3 separate regions of the Hordeum vulgare genome follow, and all the other regions are linked to region 1. The links are chromatin contacts, called in public Hi-C maps. All regions are on one chromosome and are shown on one strand. Each heading gives the region's core, a stretch centred on a gene start, on an enhancer-like site or on the middle of the called end of the contact. The rest is flanking DNA. Distances are from core to core; before and after follow the strand shown. Region 1 holds the start of LOC123425492 (interferon-related developmental regulator 2-like). Region 2 holds the start of LOC123429772 (BTB/POZ domain-containing protein At3g49900). Region 3 has its middle 120 kb from the start of LOC123429772.

Region 1 (3,221 bases), core at 30-2,529:
GTAAGACGTTTTTGCAAGCTAGTTTAGCTTGCAAAAATGTCTTATATTATGGGACGGAGTAGTACTTATTAGAAGTCAAATTTCATAAACGAGCTACCTATGACAGCCTTCCCGAGTAGAACTTGCCATAACTTTGTAACATAACACAATGACCCAGAAGGTAATAATAACATGAGCTACAGGATAATGCATTTTTTCAATCTTCATAGCTTAAGTTCTTGTAGACATAGTCCAAGCTACTAAGTTCTTGCAAAACCCAACAGGTAAAGGAGAGGGTCTAGTCCAACATGAAGCCATGTAGCATGGTATATCAAATGTCATGTTAACAACATCATCCTAATCTATCCACAGAATCAACATTTGTCAGCCAACAAGGACCAGCTGCGAAACCATCATTCTACTCTATTGTGATGCTATTACACCACACCAGTAACGACACATTCCTTTGCATAGCACAAGACTGCTGCTGCAGTGACGACATAAATAAAGAAATGCTAGAGAACCCCACCTCTTCTCGTAGAGAGCGTCGATGTACTTGTCGAGAACAAACTCGTGCGAGTTGACGTTCTCGGTGGCGTACGAGATGGAGAGATCTGAGAGCGCGGTGGACGACGATCCCACGCTGTCGGCGTCGCTGCTGTCCAGAAGGTCGTCCCCTCCGGCGCCGCGGACCTTGCTCTTCTTACCTGAAGAAGAAGAATAAGACAAGCCCCCCAAAACCAATCAGAATCAGCACCCCAAAAGCCAAATCAACCCACCCAGCAGGAAAGAGAGCAAAAAAACAAGCAGCCAGCGAAACAAAGACTTACTCTTCCCCATGGCGAGGCCGGCCGGGCAGCAGGAAACCGGAATCACGAAACGGACGAGAATCGCAGCAAGAAGGAACCAGCGGCGCCGCGCAAGCAGCCGCGCAGCGGGAGTCGGTCAGGGGTCAGGACACGGCGCACGCGGAGCACCAATCAGGAGCGGGCGCGGGCGGAATCGAGATGCGCGGCGCGCGGCTGAGGACAAGGGCCGGAGAAGCAGAAGCAGAAGCAGGGGTTGTTCTTGAGGGTTTCGGAGTCGGATTGGCCGTGGAGACGCCGAGCTGCCATGTAGTAGCGAGGGCGCGGGGTCGGGGATGGGGAGGGGCTGGCCGGGCCGTGGTCTCCGGTTCTCTCTTTGGGCTTGGCGGTGGAGGGACGGAGGCGGACGGGGAGGAGGGAGGCGGCTTCGGCCGTGCGGGGTGGGGAACGGGGCAAATATAAACGAGCGGTGGAGGGCGGAAGAGAGAGACGGGGTCCGTCCGAGTTGGGAACTAGGGCACGGTACTACTACTACCTTCGATCGATAGCTTTTCTTCCTCGGCTCCGTTTGCTTGTCCGTCTTTTCTTTTTCTCGTTTTGTATTTGTATAGGAGTACAAGTAGTACTTTTTTACCTCGTGAAACGAAAACACAGTATATAACTTGAGGGCGACATGAAGGCTATACTGTAAAGCAAAGTCGGGCCACTTTGACCGGAAAAGCGTTGGTGTGAAGATACAAGACTTGGCACTAATTCGCAATATAAGTCACGCTACCGTGTTTTTAATTTTATACCTAAGTCAAGTGGGATAGCGTGTTTAAATAGATACCCAGAAAAATAGAGCGTTGAACCACACCCCTTCTGTGTTAAATGGCTCACCGGCTAGGCGTGCGTGATCGTTGGCCGTCGAACAAACAAGCAAACTTATGCCGGATCAGCTACAGAAATTGCACGTACCCTTGCATGGCATCTGATGAGAATTTTCAGGGGTGCGATGAGCGAGATGCCGCTAGTCCAGAACTGCTCACCGGATATTCTCTCCGCACGGTTCAGCTCGCCCCTGGCGCTTTCTGGCGAGCGCGCAGGCAACGGGCCTCGGGCGCCCACGTCTTCAATCAAAGTCTCAAACCGAGTGGCGCCGTGGCAACCCGCGAGTGGCGCCGAGCCCCCACCGCGGCGCGTCGGCTATCCGAGGACATGTGTTGCGGTGACACGGGGACGGGGGCCGCTTCTGTGAGGTGTACGCCGCTCGCTGCGCGGTGCCGACCTGCCGTTCGCTCGCAGCAAAGGCTGCAGCCTGCAGGACCGCTCAAGGTGGGATCCCGCCACGTTGGAGACCGACGCGCTCGACGGCAGCTGCTCGAGGCTTCTGTCGGAGCCAGAGCTGGTCAAACAAACCGGACCAAACAGGCCAGCCCCCAGAGCATGCCGACACGACCCGTCATGAATCAGGCACGGCACGCGGTACGTCTTGAATCGTGTCTGATGTTTTTTTTTTGAAAAAGTTATTTTAAACCTTGAATTTGTAAAGGTTGGACGAAATCTTTACTATTAAAGGATCTGTCGTCTGTGGTGATGGTTCGACCTCCCTTTCCCTCGCACGAGTTCCCCTCCCACCTATCGACCCCTCGCACGATTGCTTCGTCAAATCTTTTTATCGCAACCCACCCAAGCCCGGTATTCTCCTAACCTCTAGCTCCGGATCTCCTCACCCTCGTGATGGTAGCCCACGATCTCCCGTGTACGCCGCCCGCTTCCAACCCATCGGGTCATAGGGAAGCAGTTTCGTCGCCCACTGATCATCCCTTCTCTTCCCCCTTCTTTCAATCTATCCTCTCGTGCCTCCTACGTGCCTTATGGCCACCGCCTCACCATCATGGCCGCCAACACGCGTACAATATCTTTGGCTCCATCCACGCATCCCAGCCTCCGTCGAGTCTCTCTGAGTACACTGTCTGTCGCCGCCTCCAGCACCAGGATGCGGCCTCTAGAAACGCCGTCCGAGTTTCAGTCGCCGCCTCCAGCACCAGGCTGCGGCCTCTAGAAACGTCGTCCGAGTTTCAATCGCCCCCTTTGTCCTAAATCCAAGCAGGCATGTTCCTGGGCGAGCCTCGCTTGTGGCGGCATGTGCACGTCGATGGGCGATGAGCTTGGGCACACCGCGTTGTCTTGGTGGGCATTAGATGGAACGAGCCCCATGCCATGAACACGCATGCGGTACGTGGGTCGGCTGAGATCTACGCCTCCATGGGCTAATTGATGGGGACTGGCTGGGGTGAATCCTTGATGTGTTTTTGTTTGTCCCGGCGAATTTCTTGTTAAGATTGTGCTTCAAGCATCTGATCCGTGGCTCCCCCCCCCCCGATTGATTATTCAAGATTCCAATCCTTGTTTTTGGTCTGAATTGATTGTTGCTATACTCTGATGACGATTTGA
Region 2 (3,598 bases), core at 581-3,080, 850 kb after region 1:
AGGGGCCAAAAGCCTAATCGCTACACGTATTCACCATTTTTACGTGAGATCTCCTCGACCTCTTATTGCAACACTCCTTACCATGTCAAAGTTCAGTTAAAACCAACACAGAGCACAGCAGGTGAAAGAGATGATGCAGGAGCAGGAACAAATATGCTACGGTCAATGTGCATGTAAAGCCAGGATGGCAGGCAGTAAACTTTTCTGAAGGCGCCAGTAACTCCTGCGACAGAGGTTACTGGAAGTTTACGATCGCTCCTGCTGCACGCATGCCAGTGCGCTAATCAAGGCAATGGAGTAAATGTGGTACAGAATCGTCCATCAATTATTGCCTGTTAGAACGCCATTGGTAGCTGTTGATCGTGGGGGCAGAGGCTCTGGCATTTGTCTACTTGGGGCACTTTTTGCCATGACGAAAATTTAAGCTAATCCAGAGGTTACTGAACTGTTTCCTGCAGGAATTTTACGCGAATTCGGGGAAGAATCCCATAATCCAAATGAGCATCTTATGTGGATCCCATTGTTCAGTGTGGTGCTACAGTGATAGTATTGGCCGACACCTAACAGGGAGAAGGGTACGCCCAAAGAATTCTCAGTGCAAGGTTGAAACTAAGAGCCAAGTTACCCGCAATCCCGCATTGTTATCTTTTTGAAAGTCCCATGGTGAACCTGCTATGGGCACTGCCAGGAGTACGCGGTAACTATTTTGTCAGTTACTCCTCGTTCCTTAGACCGTCACAAGAAACGTCTGACGACGTGGGCGTGGACTGCGCTATCATCTCTGCGCTGCGCACGTATCCAGCAGGGTTCGTATTGATTTGCCATAAATTAAAAAAATTCCTACTAACGGAAAACATGCAGCTGCAGCACGGTCTATACATTATTTTTCCCTATTGGTTAAAAGAAAATTGGCAGGAGTTACTAGTGCAGGAGACTAGGAGAAGTCGGTTCCGTTTTGCTCAGGTCTAGATGCCATAGGAGATCCCAAGGAAACGCTTGGCATGTGGTAAAAATCGACTAATATGGCAGTTTCGAAGAAGAAAGAAGTAATTCATCATCACTGCCGTCGATTTTTAACTGGGGTGGTGAATTTCTCTCTGAAGTGTTGGATCGTTCAAGAAAAGAAGGAAATGGACAGGCCAATGTTGGTATGTCTTACCCTGTGCAGATGGAAGCAGTGTTCTTGGACACGCACGATCACGTCCGGCTTGCGCAATCCATTCTCCCGCGACCTAATTGAAACACGGAGGCAAGAAACCGATCTCCAGTCAGTCAGATGATGCCGAATTCTAAACACCGCGTACGTCCTAGGATTCAAGGACAGATCACAACGAACTGAACTGTGACATTGACTGACACACATACCATCCTTGCACCGCGTTCCTGAGCGCCGGCGGGAGGGAGGAGGCGGACGGAGCCGCGGGCGAGCACGACGCCGACGTGGGCGCCGAGGAGGACATGGTGGGCGAGTTGAAGCAGTCCTCCGTTTCCTCCTCCTCCTCCTCCTCGTCTTCCTCCTCTTGGTCGTCCTCGTAGATGGTGTCGACGACGCCGAGCTCTTGCCAACTCCTGCCCATCTCCATGCCTGTTGGATCCTACTCCTTCTCGATCTCCGACTTCTTGTCCTATCTACCGCTACTACGACCCCTGTCCCTGTGGAGGAGGAGCGACGGCTGCCGCTGCGGCTCTTGTAGTCCTAGTACCGGGCGATGCCATTAGGGAGCCGGGTGTTGAATCGGGATGGCAATGAATGCGTGCATGTGGCTGGTAAATGCGGTGGCACCCCCCGCGTCCCCGATCGAGCGCTGTCCTTCGGTCTGCACCACTGCTCCTGCTCGTGTTTGTTTTGTTTTGTTTTGTTTTCGTCCTCCGTGGGGGTAAGGGGGTCGATCGTGGTCGTGGATGCAGCCCAGTCCATTTGTGTGAAGCCTGAGATTAACTGAAGTGGTTGCCGACACGGGTCTCGGGCCGTCCGATGGTGCAATGGATGGCCCAACTTGTCGCCCGCCACGAAGACACCAACGAATAAGGGGCCAACCATGGCTCGACCGACCGGTAGCTTCAAAATTTTCGTGTAAAAATTAAGTTACCCTTATCAAGAGTGTTACTGTTCGCACACGAACGCGTCATCGTGTACACCTGACACCGATCACGATATACACGATATGTTGTTGGAGGAGTCTTGTCGGGAGCACAATACACAGGACACGCCAACAAGGTCTTTTGAAGATCCGAATACCCACATGTCTGGAAAGGACGCCGTCAAGGTGCACGACAGTTATGGGATGCTCTAAGCTGACCTGGTCATCTCTTGGGCCTCTTTTTTTTTTGTTTTTTCATAACAGAGGCTCAAGACGAATCTAACTTTGAATGCACGAAGACATCAACTGGCCAGAAACTCTAGGGACTCCCGCATCACTGTCGTCAACCCCGAAGAACAACCAAGAATGAGGAAGGTAAAAACCAAGGTAAAGAAGAAAATGTAAAAGAAAACTCCTGTCGGCCGACCGATACCGACGCGGTGGCGTCTTTGGGTGCCGCCGAACCTTTCTGGAGGGCGTCAGGTCTACCCTTCCTCGCGCCTCGTCGTGTATTGGGGGAAACCCTTGGTAGCAACGTCGTCATCGTCGCAGTCCTTTTTGGATGTGTTGATTGGTACCGGCGCTTCGGAGTCGTGGAGCTTGGTGGAAGATCCTTGGTGGGCGCAGCGGTCGCGAGGCTTCTTCGTTTTTGTCGAAGTGTCAGTTTCGGCATTTGTTTATTTTGTATTTCCTTTTTCAATTATTTTGGGTGTGACTATGCTCCTTCCGCCCTAGCACCTATCAATGAATGTCTCGGTTGGTTGCTTTGTAATATAAAGTGGGGAAAACCCCTTTTCCGTGAGCTCCGGACTAAACCCGAAGGCTCAGGGATGCAAAATGGATAGAGTAACCCTCTTGTTCCAATTTTGCAGGGCGCATATGTTGTCAGATCACGATGGTGCAAAAAGCAGACTTGTTCTTCTCCAAGAGGTGAATAATTTTCATGTTCAACACTTCTCCATCGGAGGTCATCTTGAGATTGCACTAGTGCTCGTAAATCTGTAAAATATATTCAAAAGTCAATTTTCCCCATGAAAATGTGCCAACCTTCTGTTAAGGTCCGACGATTCCATGGAGGCTCTCGGGTGCAGAGGGTCCGGCCCAGCCCTCCGGATCCAAACTAATTTTTCTACAACCCAGTTTTGGATGTAACATTTGCACACGATTTAGGATTGAGTGATTAAAAAAAAATTGTTCACCTCGATGAGATAAAGCCTTTTTATTTTAAACACTTTTTCATTGCAGGTCAAGGTTATCATTCAAGCCAAACAATGGTGTGAACACAACCCCTATCTTTTGGTGAAGCTAGCGTGTCAAACAATAACTTGCACTGAGTTTGTACTAAGCACGATGTCAACACTCCATGGCTATTTTGTAGTGTTACGGGCTATAAGTATATATCACTTATGTTTATGATTAGGACGATAAGTACTTGTTGGCCATTTGAATTAGAAATTTTTTCTTTTGCAGCTAATCAAATGTATAGTGATTTGGTAATACCATCTCATGATCTGAGA
Region 3 (3,143 bases), core at 223-2,722, 970 kb after region 1:
GTTTTTCAAGTCTACATTCGAAACTTTCTCCGCAAAAACCCAAATTTGGTGTACAAGCTCATTTTGACCTAACATGTGATCATGTTAAGTTTAATTTTGACCTAACACCCATCAAACACCTTCTGTTCACTTACCAAATTTGCTGCTTTGCCCCTTCCACTTTTAGCTCAAATTCTTACCACAGCCCCTCCTAGTCCCCCTTTACTTCTAGTAACTTTGCCATGGCCCCTGGTCAATTATTGGAGGGTAACTTCCTCTCTTTACCTCTCCTTTTTACAATCTCAACACCTCTTTTACCCTCTTACAATATTTTTGTTCAAGACAATCCCCCCACATCCATCCAGATCACCTCTAGAATGCTAATGCAGTATTTCAAACAAAGATATGGCATGCTCATGTGAAAATATGAGAAGCCCATCCGAAACTTGATTTTTGGCAAAATTGTAGCCTTGAACTGCAAGTGCTAGATACTCTCACCCTCCTAGAATTAAAACTTGGTGTACTTGCAGCCTTTCCATACCTAATCCCCCTAGACAAGGTCTCATCCCCTATGCCCAACAGTAAAACCACTTTTGAGAGAGCCCAAGTTTGTTGCTACAAACTTAACCAGAGATGAAACCCAGCCTAAGCAGTATCATACGATACCAAACTCCTACATCACTCTCGTGCACGCATGCCTTGCATGCCAAACATCTTTGACAAACCAAAAGGCTACTGTGGACAGGTGTGGGCATGGTGACCATGCTGCTCGCATGCACTAACGGTGCTGTGTGCCTTGTCCTTGTCTCGTAGCTCATGGCAGGGTGCAGCCAGATGCCCACATGCGCCACAGAGCCTCCCTCGAGCTGCCACATCTCCCCTACACCAGCAAGCCTCCAAGGTGGACTTGACGCGTGTGCTCGCCGCATCAGAATGCACCCGAGGCAGACCCAAGCTCCCCTTCGTCGCTCCCCCTCCATTTGGCCCTGCTCGAGTCCCCTCTCGGCCACTTCACTCCCTCTCCCTCCTAATGGCCTCCCGGACCTCCCCATTCTCTATCCCGAGCCCTGCGTCCATCCCCGTGCCCGTAGCTTCTCCGCCAACCGCAGCTCAAATCCGAGGCCGCGGTTTCTCCCTTCCCCCTCTAGTCCATGTTGGAGTCCCCTCAGAGTCGTGTCCCTCCTCCCCCTCGGCCCCATCTCCTCTTCCCTTGGTTGTGCCCCCCTATCCAAGTTCGTCGTCGCTGCCACCCGCTTGCCGTCGCTGGCGTTGTTCTGGTGGTCCTCGACGTCCGTAGGGTGTGGGAATGCATGCGCTGCATCCCCCCACGCCCGAGGATGGCTAGGCTAGCACCGGAGGAGGCCAGTGCCGCCGGGGCAAGCGCCAGGCGCCGCTCACCTCTGCCTCCCCTGCACCATCTCCATTCGAGCAGGGGAGGAAGAAGACTCTGACCGTCGGGGCTCGGGCACCAGCGACCCAGCGGGTCGGGCCCACTCATAAGTGGAGACGGGTTCCCCTCCTCGTCGCCTCCCCGCATAGGATTAGTAAAGCCCGAAGGTGCCTCCTGCGTGGCCCCTTTTGCTCACTTCCCCGGGCAACTGGACCGTCCCAGTTCGCTGCAACACTAAGTTGCGCCCACTGCGTGTCTTAGGCCCGCCTAGGTAATTGGCTTTTCTTTTTTCTTATTTTCTAGAGAGAGTAATTAAATCCTAGCAAATTCATATGGCATCCAAATTTGATGATTCAAATTTCTAGGAGCTTCTAAAATCCTTTCCTATCCAGATATGTATATTGCACATTTTTCGAAAGAACCATTCCGTAGTGTTAATATTCAAATCCAAATTGGAGTATTTCAAATCCCACCTTGCAAAATCCCTAGAAAATCTAAATCAACTCCAAATGGAGCGATTCCAATTTCCAGAGACTTAGAATATCATGCTATATTTTTCTAGCTTTAGTCAACATTTTTCTCTGGCATTGTGTCTCCTGGATCAAATAGATAGCACCTATTTCCATTTATTTCATGTTACAAAATCCATAGGAAATCCATACCAACTCCAAATCCAATGAAACCACTTCCTAAATGTTTCTAAATTCATGCCCTATTAAATGAGTGCCTCCACTCATTTTTATGAAAATATTTTCTGTATACTTCTTGTGGGGCCAGTGATGCCTCCACTTCCTCCGTTCAAAAATCTCTAGTGATCCGAATCTCTTAGAACAAGGTTTAGGTTTTTTTCTTATGACCAAAGATGTCCAAGAAAAATAAAAAATCTATTTAAAGAAAACTTTTTTTTTGCTTGTTGTGTGGCTTATCATGGTTGTTTCTCGCGATAGTAGACGGAGTAGATTAAGTGCTCGAAGTGGGAGGAGAAGCGTTAGAATACATCAAAGACCTTGCTGAACCAGGCAAGCAGCCCTCGACCATGTATGAGAAAATACTTTTGTGCATGTCATATGAAGCATTTATTTCCGATGCATAAGACTATTTTGGATCGGCAACTACCTCGGTGAGGTGTTACCGGTAGTTCCTTTTGACACTTGCACTTGGGCATAACCCAACCATCTATGAGGGTTGTGCGGGTGCGTGTAGTTAGGTTGCTAGTAATGCTACACATGGGAATGGGTGCATGGGTGCATGCATGGTGGCGGTAAAAGGAAAGGTGACTTAAAACGTTTTTTTAAAAACCCCGTCGGGTGCCACTAATGCCTAAGGGAGATGGTGTGAGAAGAGTGACCACTTGAGAAAGAAGTGGTGTACCGAGAAAGGTTTTATGTGTGCATTTCGGAAATGGGATTGGATTTAAGATTTTTCGACCGTCCCAACCTTACATGTGCGACCACAATACCCATTATGGGACGGGGCATTGTTAATTACTTTGGTCGATGCTTGCAGAGAGCCCTTTACTAGTGGTGGGAGTGCCGTGGCTACTCTCGAGACGCAGTTGTGCGAGGTAGGGCGACCATAAGCTGTTTTTACACGCACTGGACACACCGTTGTGTGTCCTCATGGATGGTACAATCTAGAGCGAGGCTCGTATGATGTACATCATGAGGTATGGCACCAACGAGTGGACTCTTTGTTTAGGGTCGCCAGAGGAAAGGCATTGTTGGGGTGCTTACCTCGGGTATGTTGTATACCGCGAGTCATGGATGACACGATA

The links. Hi-C and Micro-C count contacts between places; a contact is called where the count stands out from the background.
Region 2: a contact with region 1 is called in a Hi-C map of seedling, with 6 times the contacts expected there. The contact joins the promoter of LOC123429772 here to the promoter of LOC123425492 in region 1. A contact is called at or near these places in 3 of 6 Hi-C or Micro-C datasets (leaf and seedling) and 1 of 1 datasets of contacts at active chromatin or transcription factors (embryo).
Region 3: a contact with region 1 is called in a Hi-C map of seedling, with 4 times the contacts expected there. The contact joins the enhancer-like site here to the promoter of LOC123425492 in region 1. A contact is called at or near these places in 1 of 6 Hi-C or Micro-C datasets (seedling) and 1 of 1 datasets of contacts at active chromatin or transcription factors (embryo).

The regions. Positions count from the first base shown.
Region 1 is chr2H:125,381,346-125,384,566 of MorexV3_pseudomolecules_assembly, forward strand. It overlaps LOC123425492 (interferon-related developmental regulator 2-like), which reads right to left and starts at 1,280. Exons shown (of 13, transcript XM_045109190.1): 1 at 810-1,280; 2 at 509-686. The coding sequence starts at 819. It also overlaps the pseudogene LOC123425827.
Region 2 is chr2H:126,229,476-126,233,073 of MorexV3_pseudomolecules_assembly, forward strand. LOC123429772 (BTB/POZ domain-containing protein At3g49900) reads right to left here and starts at 1,831. Exons shown (of 4, transcript XM_045113770.1): 1 at 1,366-1,831; 2 at 1,160-1,232. The coding sequence starts at 1,583.
Region 3 is chr2H:126,351,094-126,354,236 of MorexV3_pseudomolecules_assembly, forward strand. It overlaps the pseudogene LOC123429773. Among protein-coding and RNA genes, the nearest start is that of LOC123429772, 120 kb to the left of the region's middle. Within about 2 kb of position 1,473, at least 3 of the 3 cell types and tissues checked have open chromatin away from gene starts, as enhancers often do. A contact at or near this core is called in seedling, where this site is marked.